Linked DNA regions of Neogale vison: region 1 is linked to region 2. The links are chromatin contacts, called in public Hi-C maps. All regions are on one chromosome and are shown on one strand. Each heading gives the region's core, a stretch centred on a gene start, on an enhancer-like site or on the middle of the called end of the contact. The rest is flanking DNA. Distances are from core to core; before and after follow the strand shown. Region 1 holds the start of RFX2 (DNA-binding protein RFX2). Region 2 holds the start of MLLT1 (protein ENL).

Region 1 (4,789 bases), core at 1,723-4,222, 140 kb after region 2:
AGAGAGAGAAGCAGGCTTCTTGCTGAGGAAGGATCCTGATGCCAGACTTGATCCCAGGATCCTGGGATCATGACCTAAGCCGAAGGCATATGCTTAACAGACTGAGCCAACCAGTTATCCCTGATTTCGAATATTTCTAATTCCAAAGTATTTTCTATTTTCTCACCATCTCTTCTTTAAGATAGCAGAGTTGTACATGTGTTCAGTGGTTAAGAAATACATAAATAGTACTGTAAATATGGATCAAGTTGGGACAAAGTTGCATTTTTGAAACAAGAGTTATAGCAGAATGGGCTGTACAACATGGTCACAAGGCACCTGCCATCACGCCTCAAAATGTTATCACTTAGCTCCCCACATCCAGTGCATAGAATGTTCTCCAAAATATACCTCCAGGCCACCTACTCATCCCCACCCCCAGACCCTTAATCCAAGCCACTATACTTGTCAGTCTGGGAAAACTGTAACAGTCTCCTGAGTTCTCACTCTGTCTTTCTTGCCTCCTACAGTCTGTTCCCCATGCAGTGAGCTTTTTTAAAGTGAGAAATCACCAACTGATTATTTCTCCCTCCTGTTTAAAACCCTCCAATGGCTTCCCAATCTGATGAGAACCCTTTCCCATGGCCTATCAGATTTGAAATGAACTGATCCCCTCCATCTCCTGACTCACCACCCCTCACTGACTTATGACCTCCCCCTTCTTTACGCTCCAGCCATATCCAGTGACCCTTCTGTTTCTTTAAAATGAGTTTCCATCCCAGGGATTTTGAATTCTTGATATTTTCTTCCCTTTTCCCTCATTATTCCAACCTTGGCCCAAATGTCACCCTCTCAGAGAGACCTAGAGTGACCAGCGCTTCCTGATGGCCCAGACACTTCCCATATATAGTACTGAAAGCATCACGTCCTGGAAAACCTCATAATCTCAAGCCATCCAGGACTGTTGGTCATCCCTGAGTACTCCATCCGAAATACCCCTGACCCAGTCATCCCGAGTTGCTATTATATCACTTTTCCTATAAGCATGAGAATTGTGTCCCTAGCACCTAGAATGGTGTCTGACAAAGAGTAGGCACTCAATATTTTTTGCTAAATTAATAACTGAAGGAAAAAAATAACTGAAGGAAAAAAAAATAACGGAAGGAAAGGAACTGATTCCTGGAGTCCTAAGCTTAAGACTCCCATCACATAAAAATCTGAAAGAAGCCACCTGTTAGAAAGCGGAATCAATTCTTCAGGCGACCATCAGCATTTGCATTAAAATGAATAGAATAGGAAAGATCAGGCATTCCCTAAAGTATCATGTTATGGAAATTTTTAGTTATTATGTGTTTGTTTGGACTGAGCACTGGGGTCAAATGCATTTCTTGCTGTGGTGTTGTGGTCGAAAATGTTTGAAAACCACCCAGCTACCAGCCAAACGCATGGGCTTTGGCACCCGACTCAGGGTCTGAAGCCCTTGCAAGGTGTTTGGCACTGTGCAAACTCACTCATTCTTTACAGACCTCAGTTTCCTGATCTGTAATGTGGGGATATTGCATGCACATTTCTCGGGATATGAGTGTGACATTAAACTGAGTTAGCGTACCAAAAAAAAAAAAAAAAAAAGCTTAGATCAGTTTCTGGCACCTAAGAACAATTTAATCAGTGCTCACTAATATGATTACTTGTTGAGTGAATGAATGAATGGATGAATGAATGAATGAATAGGTCCAAGGTCTAATCTTCCTTGAAATTGCCCTGCCTGTTTCTTTCCAAAACGAGTTTTCTCTCCAGCCCCTTCTCCTGAATAACTATATATGTTTGTTTATTCTGTTTATTGTCAATGTCCCGGGAAGAGAATAAAATCTCCAGGAGAGTGTGGGTTGTTTATCCTATGCAGGGCTGAACCTACCATCTGGGGAGGCAGGGAGGGAAGAGGGTTGGCAAACATTTTCTGTGAAAGGCTGGATAGTAAATATTCTAGGCTCCGCTTATGTCACTCCATCTTTGAGCCACGAATTAACTCTTCAGTGCTCAGCTCTGTCCGTGGATTGTGAAAACAGCCTCTCAAATTCTCTTAAAAGATGGGCCTGGCTGCGTTCCAATAAAACTTTATTCACAAACACAGGCAGACATAATTTCGCCCAAGGGTGTGGTCCGCCAACCCTTAAAGATACTAAAAATACTGGATTCAATAATGCAAGAATTTCATACATTTTTCACCTGCCACTGAAGATTCTTCAAAATCAACCAAAAGGTTGTTTAAAACCTCTTAAATCTTTTTTTTTTAAGGGTTTATTTATTCATTTGACAGAGATCTCAAGTAGGCAGACAGGCAGAGAGAGAGAGGAGGAAGCGGGCTCCCTGCAGAGCAGAGAGCCCGATGTGGGGCTCGATCTCAGGACCCTGAGACCCCTGACCTGAGCCAAAGGCAGAAGGTTTAACCCACTGAGCCACCCAGACGCCTCTGTTTAAAGCCTCTTAAAAAAATATTTTAAAACTCCCAGCTTGTGGTCCATGAGAAACAGGCAGTGGGCAGAACTCGGTCCGCGGGTCGGAGTTTGCCGACCCCAGACTGAGACTATGCCGGGTCGTCCTGAATAATCGAAGACTCCATTAGTGTCGCCGAAGTTTAGCCTTCCGGGAGCAGCGCCACCCACCGGGAGCTGCGCGCGCTTTCTGCTCGCCAACCCTCGGAGCCCCGCGCGCCTCCCGCCAAGCCACGCCCTCCCTCGCGGCGATTGGTCAAGCCTCGCCCTCATCCTCGCCTGGAGACGCCCCCTCTGACGGACACTGCGGGCAACCAATGGAGTACTGCAGGGCCTCCTCGCGCCCGAGGGAGGCGGGCGTAGGCGGGCCGTTAAGGGGTGGGGCGTGGAGCCTGGTAACCGTTGCCGGTAACAACGCCCCGCCCCATCGCGGCGGGCGGGCTGGCGGGCGGGAGCGCGAGGCAGGCGGGCGGGCGGCGGGAGCCGGAGGAGGAGCGGCGCCGCCGCCACCGCCGCCGCCATAGAGACTGTAGCCGTGGAGACTGTTACTTACCAACGGGGACCAACACGCAGCCGCCGCTGCTGCCGCCGCGGGAGCCGCTGCCCGAACTCCCGGCCCGAACTCCAGGTGACCGATGCGACCGCCCTGGGCCCGGCCCGACCGGGGAGTGCGGGGGGCGGCGGGGATCCGGATCGGGGATCGGGACGTTCACCCCAAACGTCCGGGGTGGCGCGCCCGCGGGACCCGTCTCTCCAGCCCAGTTCCGCAGGCGCGGCGGAGTTTGGGGGAGTCTGGGAGCCACCCCCCGACCTTTTACCCAAACTCGGGGGCAAGTGGGAACCGTCGCCTCACTTTTCAGAAAACTTCCCGAGTTGGGGGCCCCCGAGATCCCTCTCTCACTCTTACCCTCTCGCTCGTACCAAATCCCCGACTTGGGTGTGCCCCTGGACCCCTCAAACTTTTATCTTCAAACTCCCTGAACTGGGGCTCCTGGGAACCTCTTCTTACTTTACCCTCAAATCCTTAAGTTGGGGGCGCCCAGGGACCACTCTCTCACTTCCTCTCAACTTCTTGAAACATCTCAACTCCCTACCTTAAACTCCCGGAATTGGGGGCTCCTGCAGACCCCTCTTATCTTTTACTCCCCCAATCTCTGAAACTGGGGTCCCCGGGGCCCCTCTCTCACTCCTAACCTCAGACTCCTGAATCGCGAGGGCCCGGAAGACTCGTTTTCACTTTTGCCCCAATTTCCTGGATTTGGGGTGTCTTGGGGACCGTCTTCTCATTCTGACCCCTCCCTCCAGAATTGTGAGCTTGAGGGCTCCCGTGGAACCCGGTTCTCACTGTTTACCCAAAAGTCGATGAGCTTGTCTTGGGGAAAACGCCCCCCTCCCTTGCTCTCCCCAGACTCACCGAGAATCAGACTCCCCTGGATCCCGTTTCTCACCTCTTTACCAAAAATCCTCGTGGTTGGGCTCTTCGGACCCTCCTCCCCTCTCTCCCTTTGAGCCCCACATTCCAGAGTTTGGGGGATCCTGTGTCCACCAGGGCTTCCACCCCGCTGGGGAAGCCTCTTCGAACGGCCGCCGCTCCCCTATTTAGACCGATCTCCAAGCGAGGAGAGTTTCCCCAGAAGTTGTGTGCGTGTGCGCGTGTGTGCGTGTGTGTGTGTGTGTTTCTGTGTTTTAATGTATTGACTTATTTTGTTTAAAGAGCCTAACCTGTGGCCCAAAACTGCTCGGTGACATTTTCTCCTGGGATTGTGTGAGTGCCTGTATGTTTGTGAATTTGAACCCCACCCGTAACTCCCCCTTCCCCCGAAGCGCACTCGGCACACAGAGACACACAGACACCCCCCCCGCCCCCCAAATACGCTATTCCTTTCCCCTCCTGAGCGAAGCCAGGGGCTCCCTCGCCACCGGTCCCTGTTGGCTGTTTTCGCTGCTGCACTAGGAAAGTTCGGTTTCCCCGATCCTAGTGGCTATTTCAAGGGCCCCTGGGGCCGAGGTGCCCCTGCCATTCCAGCGGAGGCGGGGGTGGTTCACCGTCCTAATTTTAACCTCCTGGTTGCCCTGCAGGAATGAGGGAGGGAGTCCAGGTCCGCGTTCTCCATAGACCTCCTGCCTGCTTCTGGCTGTTTTCATGGTGCAGCCCCCAGCACACACGCACGCGCGGAGCACAACTATTTCTTGCCCGGTGCGATTAACCGGCAGGGCAGACTCCCCTGGGACTTTTTCCCTCCCAGCCAGCTTTATCTCGCAAATCCAAAATATCAAACCTTATGTAAGACTCTCGGTTTCAACTAAGACTCCCCCAG
Region 2 (4,971 bases), core at 958-3,457:
GAAACACTGACTCCACACCCCCTGCCCCACCTCTGGCTCCCACCATGTCCTCTCTCGCTCTCTCTGTGGATAGGACTCCTCTAGGGACCTTCTGTGAGGGGAATCAGGTAGGATTTGTCCTTCTGTGTCTGGCTTATTTCACTGAGCATAATGTCCTCCATGTTGTGGTAGCTGTCCCTCCGTTTTAAGAGTAAATCATATTTCATTGCATGGATGGATCCCATTTTGCTTGTCCATTCAACTGCTGATTGCCACTTGGGTTGTTTCTCCGTTATTCTTTCCAATTCTTAAAGGGTTGTGCTTGATTTACTGGGAGCCCTGGGAATATAGTTTTGAAAACCCCCAACAGTTCAAAATTTAACTTAAAGAGAATTTCCCAGATGAGTAAGGGAGCGGTGGTTGAGTTCCTGAAGCTTTTCCTTGCAACAACTGTAGCTGGAAGGTTTTTCACTGCAAGTTTCCTTTAGAGACAAAAGGCTAACCCGCCAATTTTTGTCCCTTTACTGGGGACAGTGGTTCTGAAATTTGATTAAGTTTCACTATCGTCTGCAGGGCTAGTATGGCCATCCCTCTGGGTGCAGGTTGTGCACTCAGAGTTTCTGATTCCGTAAATCAAGGGAGATTAGAATTTGCATTTTGAATAAAGTTCCCAGGAGATGCCGAACCTGCTGGTTCAAGGACCACTTAGAACTACTGATCCACTTACATCCAGTTATAGGATTAAAAAAAAAAAAAGTTGTACTGACATCAAAGTTGCTCCTTATTTTCTCAGCAGGTCCTTCATTTCTTCCCCCCAGCACGCCCAGCCCTAGATCAAAAGGTAGGGTATTACTATGACAGCGTCTGGCCTTTTTCAGAGTCTTACGAGGAATTATGTTCATTCCAAAGTTACTGATTTCCTGATGTTCTTCAGTACAAAATAGCACCCTGATTACCTAAAGAATACTTGGCCGACACTTAAACGTGAAGGCGGGGTGGGGAGCACAAGAAAACCTCCAAGCAAACCAAAAGCCCTGGTTTAATATAAGAAGAGATTTAAAATAACTGCACAAAGGTGCCTGGGTGGCTCGGTTGGTTAAGTGTCTGCCTTCATCTCAAGTCATGATCCTGGATGGAGCCCCGAGTCAGGCTCCCTGCTCAGCGGGGAGCCTGCTTCTCCCTCTCCTCCCTGTTTGTGCTCTCAGTCGCTATCTCGGCCTCTCTCAAATAAATAAATAAAATCTCTAAAAGATAAAATAAAGCATACGAGTCCCCAAGTTGCAGGCAGAAGTCCCATTGTCCGAGAGACAAGTGGCTTGCAAGATCCTAAAAAAGATGGAGCGGTATGTCTCTGTCTCATCCAAACACAGTTTACAAATTGTGAAATTATATGATCACGGGTAAATTAAAAGATGGTTTTAGAGGGATTAGGGGAATGATCAATTTCATGGATGAAATGAGGCTTTCTTGATCATTTTAATGCAGAAGATTTAAAATGTGTATCATTGAAGTCAGTGTGAACTAAGACTACAAGGTACTGAGCGTCCCCATTTCACAGATGTGCAAACTGAGACTCAGACGGAGAGGCTAGTCGACCAGGCTTTCCCTGATGCAGATCCAGCATCGGAAAATTAATTTCTCGCTCCAGAGCCCGGAGCCCGTCCCAGGACACGGTAGCAACACGTGGCCAGGAAACAAAAGTGTTCCTAGGGCACCCTCCCCGGGGCTCGAACCGACTCCTCAACTGGACCAGGTTAGGCTCAGGCCCCCGGGAAGCTCCGGCCACGAGGCAGCGCCCCCTGCGGGCCGCAGTGCGCAGGCGCGGCACGCCCGTCCCGCCCCCGCCCCCCTCCACGTGCGGCGCACACCTCGCGCTCCCCTCCGCCGGGCTCGCCTCGCGCCTCCCTCCCTCCCTCCCACCGCCCCTCCGGTTCGGGCTTCCCATTGGCTGGGGGCTTCGTCCCTCCGACCGCAGCCCGGCAGGCCCCCGCCAGGCAGGAAGTCCCGCCCCAGGAGCGGCGGTCCGCGCTGCAGATTAGCCCAGGCGGCTGTCAGTCGGGGCGGCAGGCCAGAGTCGGCGGCGGGGGCCCGCGGTCGGTGCGCGACCCGGACTGGCGGTGGTTTCCGGTTCCGCGGGGCTGGCGGGCGGGCGGGCAGCCGGGAGCGGCGGCGGCGGCGGCGGCGCCCGACAGACAATGAGGGCGGCGGGGCGGCGCTGAGCGGCGGCGGCGGCGGCGAGCGACGCGGGGCCCGGGGGCGGGGCGGGGCGCCAGCCATGGACAATCAGGTGAGGAGCGGCCGCGCCGCCCCAGCGCAGCCCGCCGCCCGCCCGGTCCCCTCCCTCCCTCCCACGACCCGCCCGCCCGGCCCTCCTCGGTCCCGGCCTCCCCGCCCACGCTCAGCTCCCGCCCGCCCCGCTTTGTGCTAGCCCGCCGCTCCCCCGGCCTTTATGTGGGGCGGGGGCGCCCCTCCCCCATCCGCGACCCCGGCCCGGCCAGAGCCCCTCGGACTTCTCTGGGGGTCCGGACCTGGCCCAGCGCAGAGCCCCCTGAGACGCCCCCCCAAACCGCAGCCCGACCCAGACCCCCCGGGATGCCCCCGGTGATCCCAGTCCAGCCCAGAGCCTCTGGGACGCTCCTCGGCACCCCGGCCCGGGCCACAGCCTCCACTGGCGGCTCAGACTCCCCCGGGACTCCCCTTGAGACTTCAGCCCAGCCCAGCACCCTGTGGGACGCTCCTCGGGCTCCTGAACCAGCCCAGAGCCCCCACAGGTGGCCCAGAAGCCCCTGAGATGCCCTTTGGGACCCCAGTGCGGCCCAGAGCCGCTTGGATCCCAGCCCACTCCAGAGTCCCCGCAGGCACCCCTGGGGACTCCAGCCCCAGCCAGAGAGTCCCACAGCTGCCCTGGGACCCTTAACATTGTCAGATCTGGGCCATACCACCCTTCTGTGGGTCCAGGGCCTGACTCCTTTTTTCTCCGGACCCTCAGCTCTGAGTCCCTTCAAACTCCCTTAACTAACCCCAGCCTACTGCTGCTTCTTCCTTATACCGAGTGCTGGGGTTTGAAGCCCCCACACCTCCCGGAATCCCCGGGACCTTGGTGCGGCCTCCTGCTTCCTCAAACCTAGGCCCACCTGAAGCCTCCTTAGCCCTCATTCTCTCCAGGACCGAGCTTTCTCTCCCCCTTGATCTTGCCACTGCCTTAGCCTAGGTGACCGCTTTCCCTTGAACTCTGGCTGGGGCCTGGGTGTTTCCCACAATGACCCAGGCCTGCATTGAGCTCGCCCCCTCAGCCCCATCACTTTGGATTTGGGCTTGCTTCCTCAGAGGCTTTGACACCCCCACACCCCCAACCCTTGATTCCTCAGCTCCCTCTGGTCTCAGGCTCCGTCAGTCGCTCGGCCCCTAGAGCCTGGCAGGCTCTCTTTCACCTTCAGACCTTTCTCTTGGACCAGGCCCAGGAGCATTTTCTGCTCTGACCTGGAGCCCTCTAGCCTGTCAGACCCCAGATGGCTCGCTCCCCTCAGCGTGGGTCCTCTGTGCCTCTGCAACCCTGATTGACACTTCCCCACACTTTCCCCCAAGTCCAGATCTGTCTGCCTTTTTCACCCTCAGCTGGCTTCCCTTTGCGGACCCCCGTTCCCCAGCCCCCCCGTACGTCTCTCCTTGCATTCAGGGTCTCCCACTTCCTCCCAACATCCCCAAGCGTGATGTTTTGTCTTTCAGCCCCTCTCCTCTCCCCACAGCACACCCCATATCCCTTCCTTCCCCAGCATCTTAGAGCCTTGCTCCAAACTCAGAGTGGTTCCCCAACCTCCATAAACTCTCCCCATGGCCCCTTTCCCTCTGTCTGGAAACCCGGAGTCAACTCTGTCAGTTTAAGTAAACCTGAGGCCTTTCAGGCCCTGGTCCTGCCTTCACCAGCTCTGCATGTCTTCTTCCCAGTACCCACGCCCCCTCCCCTCTCAAGCCCAGGACTGGTGTGGCCCCCAACATGGGGTCATTTATTTCTTCATCCCTGTCCACCGCCCCTGGGCTTCCAGGGGCACGAGGCCAGGAAGGGCGGTGGTGTGGGGCTCTGGGGGCGGCCGCTGAAATTTGCAGTTGGTGAGGGCAGGTTGAGGCGTCCCTGGCTGCTGGCGCCACCGAGGCGGCAGCTCTGTCTGGTAAGGTGCTGTGGGGCGGTGAAGTTTCAGGGGCCCGTCCCGGTCACCTGTGGTGGTACAGGATCACTGTGGCCTTTCTCTTGAGAGGTGGGGTAGAGTTTAGAGCTGTTGAATGGTGGATTTCTGTAGCGTGGTGTGAGTTCACTTCTCTTAAAGGTACTGAGTTTGTTGCTTCCGGCCTGTGCTAAGTTAGAAAACAAAAGAGAATATACCTTCCGTGTCCACTTTCAATGAAGCCCCCCCCCAACCCCGTGGGAAAGTCTTGTTGGGTACCACGCAGGCATAGAATGTGACCCTCCTGTCGCCCCACTTGCTAATCCCCCGGGAGATATCTTCGGCCCAAATGTGTCCATTCCCCCGTGATTGCCAGGCCCTGGCTGTCTGGGTTGCTGTCATTTATGTAAGTGGAATGGTGGGGATAGGTGGCATTCTTGGCCGTGACAGAGGGAGAGAACAGTCCTGCTTGAGTGGACTGGTGATCACACTTGGGCTAGGAGAGAGATTGCCACTGCCCAGTGGGCAGCCGCTAGCACCTGTGGCCGTTGACATTCATGTGCACGAGAACGAAAAGTCAGTTTCTCGGTGGCACCAGCCACACTTAAGTGCCCATTAACCACCACTCCTGAGCTGTTGGCCACCTTCGTGGGCAGCTCAGAGACACAATAGTTCCATCATGGCAGAAAGTTCCATGGGCCAGTGTTTGTCTAGATCCTTACAGAAGTATTTGCAAGTGAAACTGCTCCCAAAGGAAAGTAAGTGGCACTTTGTAGTCTGATTCTCTATTCCTGGCTGCATTTCTGCCACTCTGGGAGAGGCCTGGGAGCTC

What was found. Hi-C and Micro-C count contacts between places; a contact is called where the count stands out from the background.
Region 1: a contact with region 2 is called in a Hi-C map of fibroblasts, with 2.7 times the contacts expected there. The contact joins the promoter of RFX2 here to the promoter of MLLT1 in region 2. A contact is called at or near these places in 2 of 3 Hi-C or Micro-C datasets (fibroblasts and muscle).

Annotation. Positions count from the first base shown.
Region 1 is chr6:220,241,531-220,246,319 of ASM_NN_V1, forward strand. RFX2 (DNA-binding protein RFX2) reads left to right here and starts at 2,973. Exons shown (of 17, transcript XM_044254439.1): 1 at 2,973-3,099.
Region 2 is chr6:220,101,082-220,106,052 of ASM_NN_V1, forward strand. It overlaps MLLT1 (protein ENL), which reads left to right and starts at 2,208. Exons shown (of 11, transcript XM_044254436.1): 1 at 2,208-2,266. The coding sequence starts at 2,255.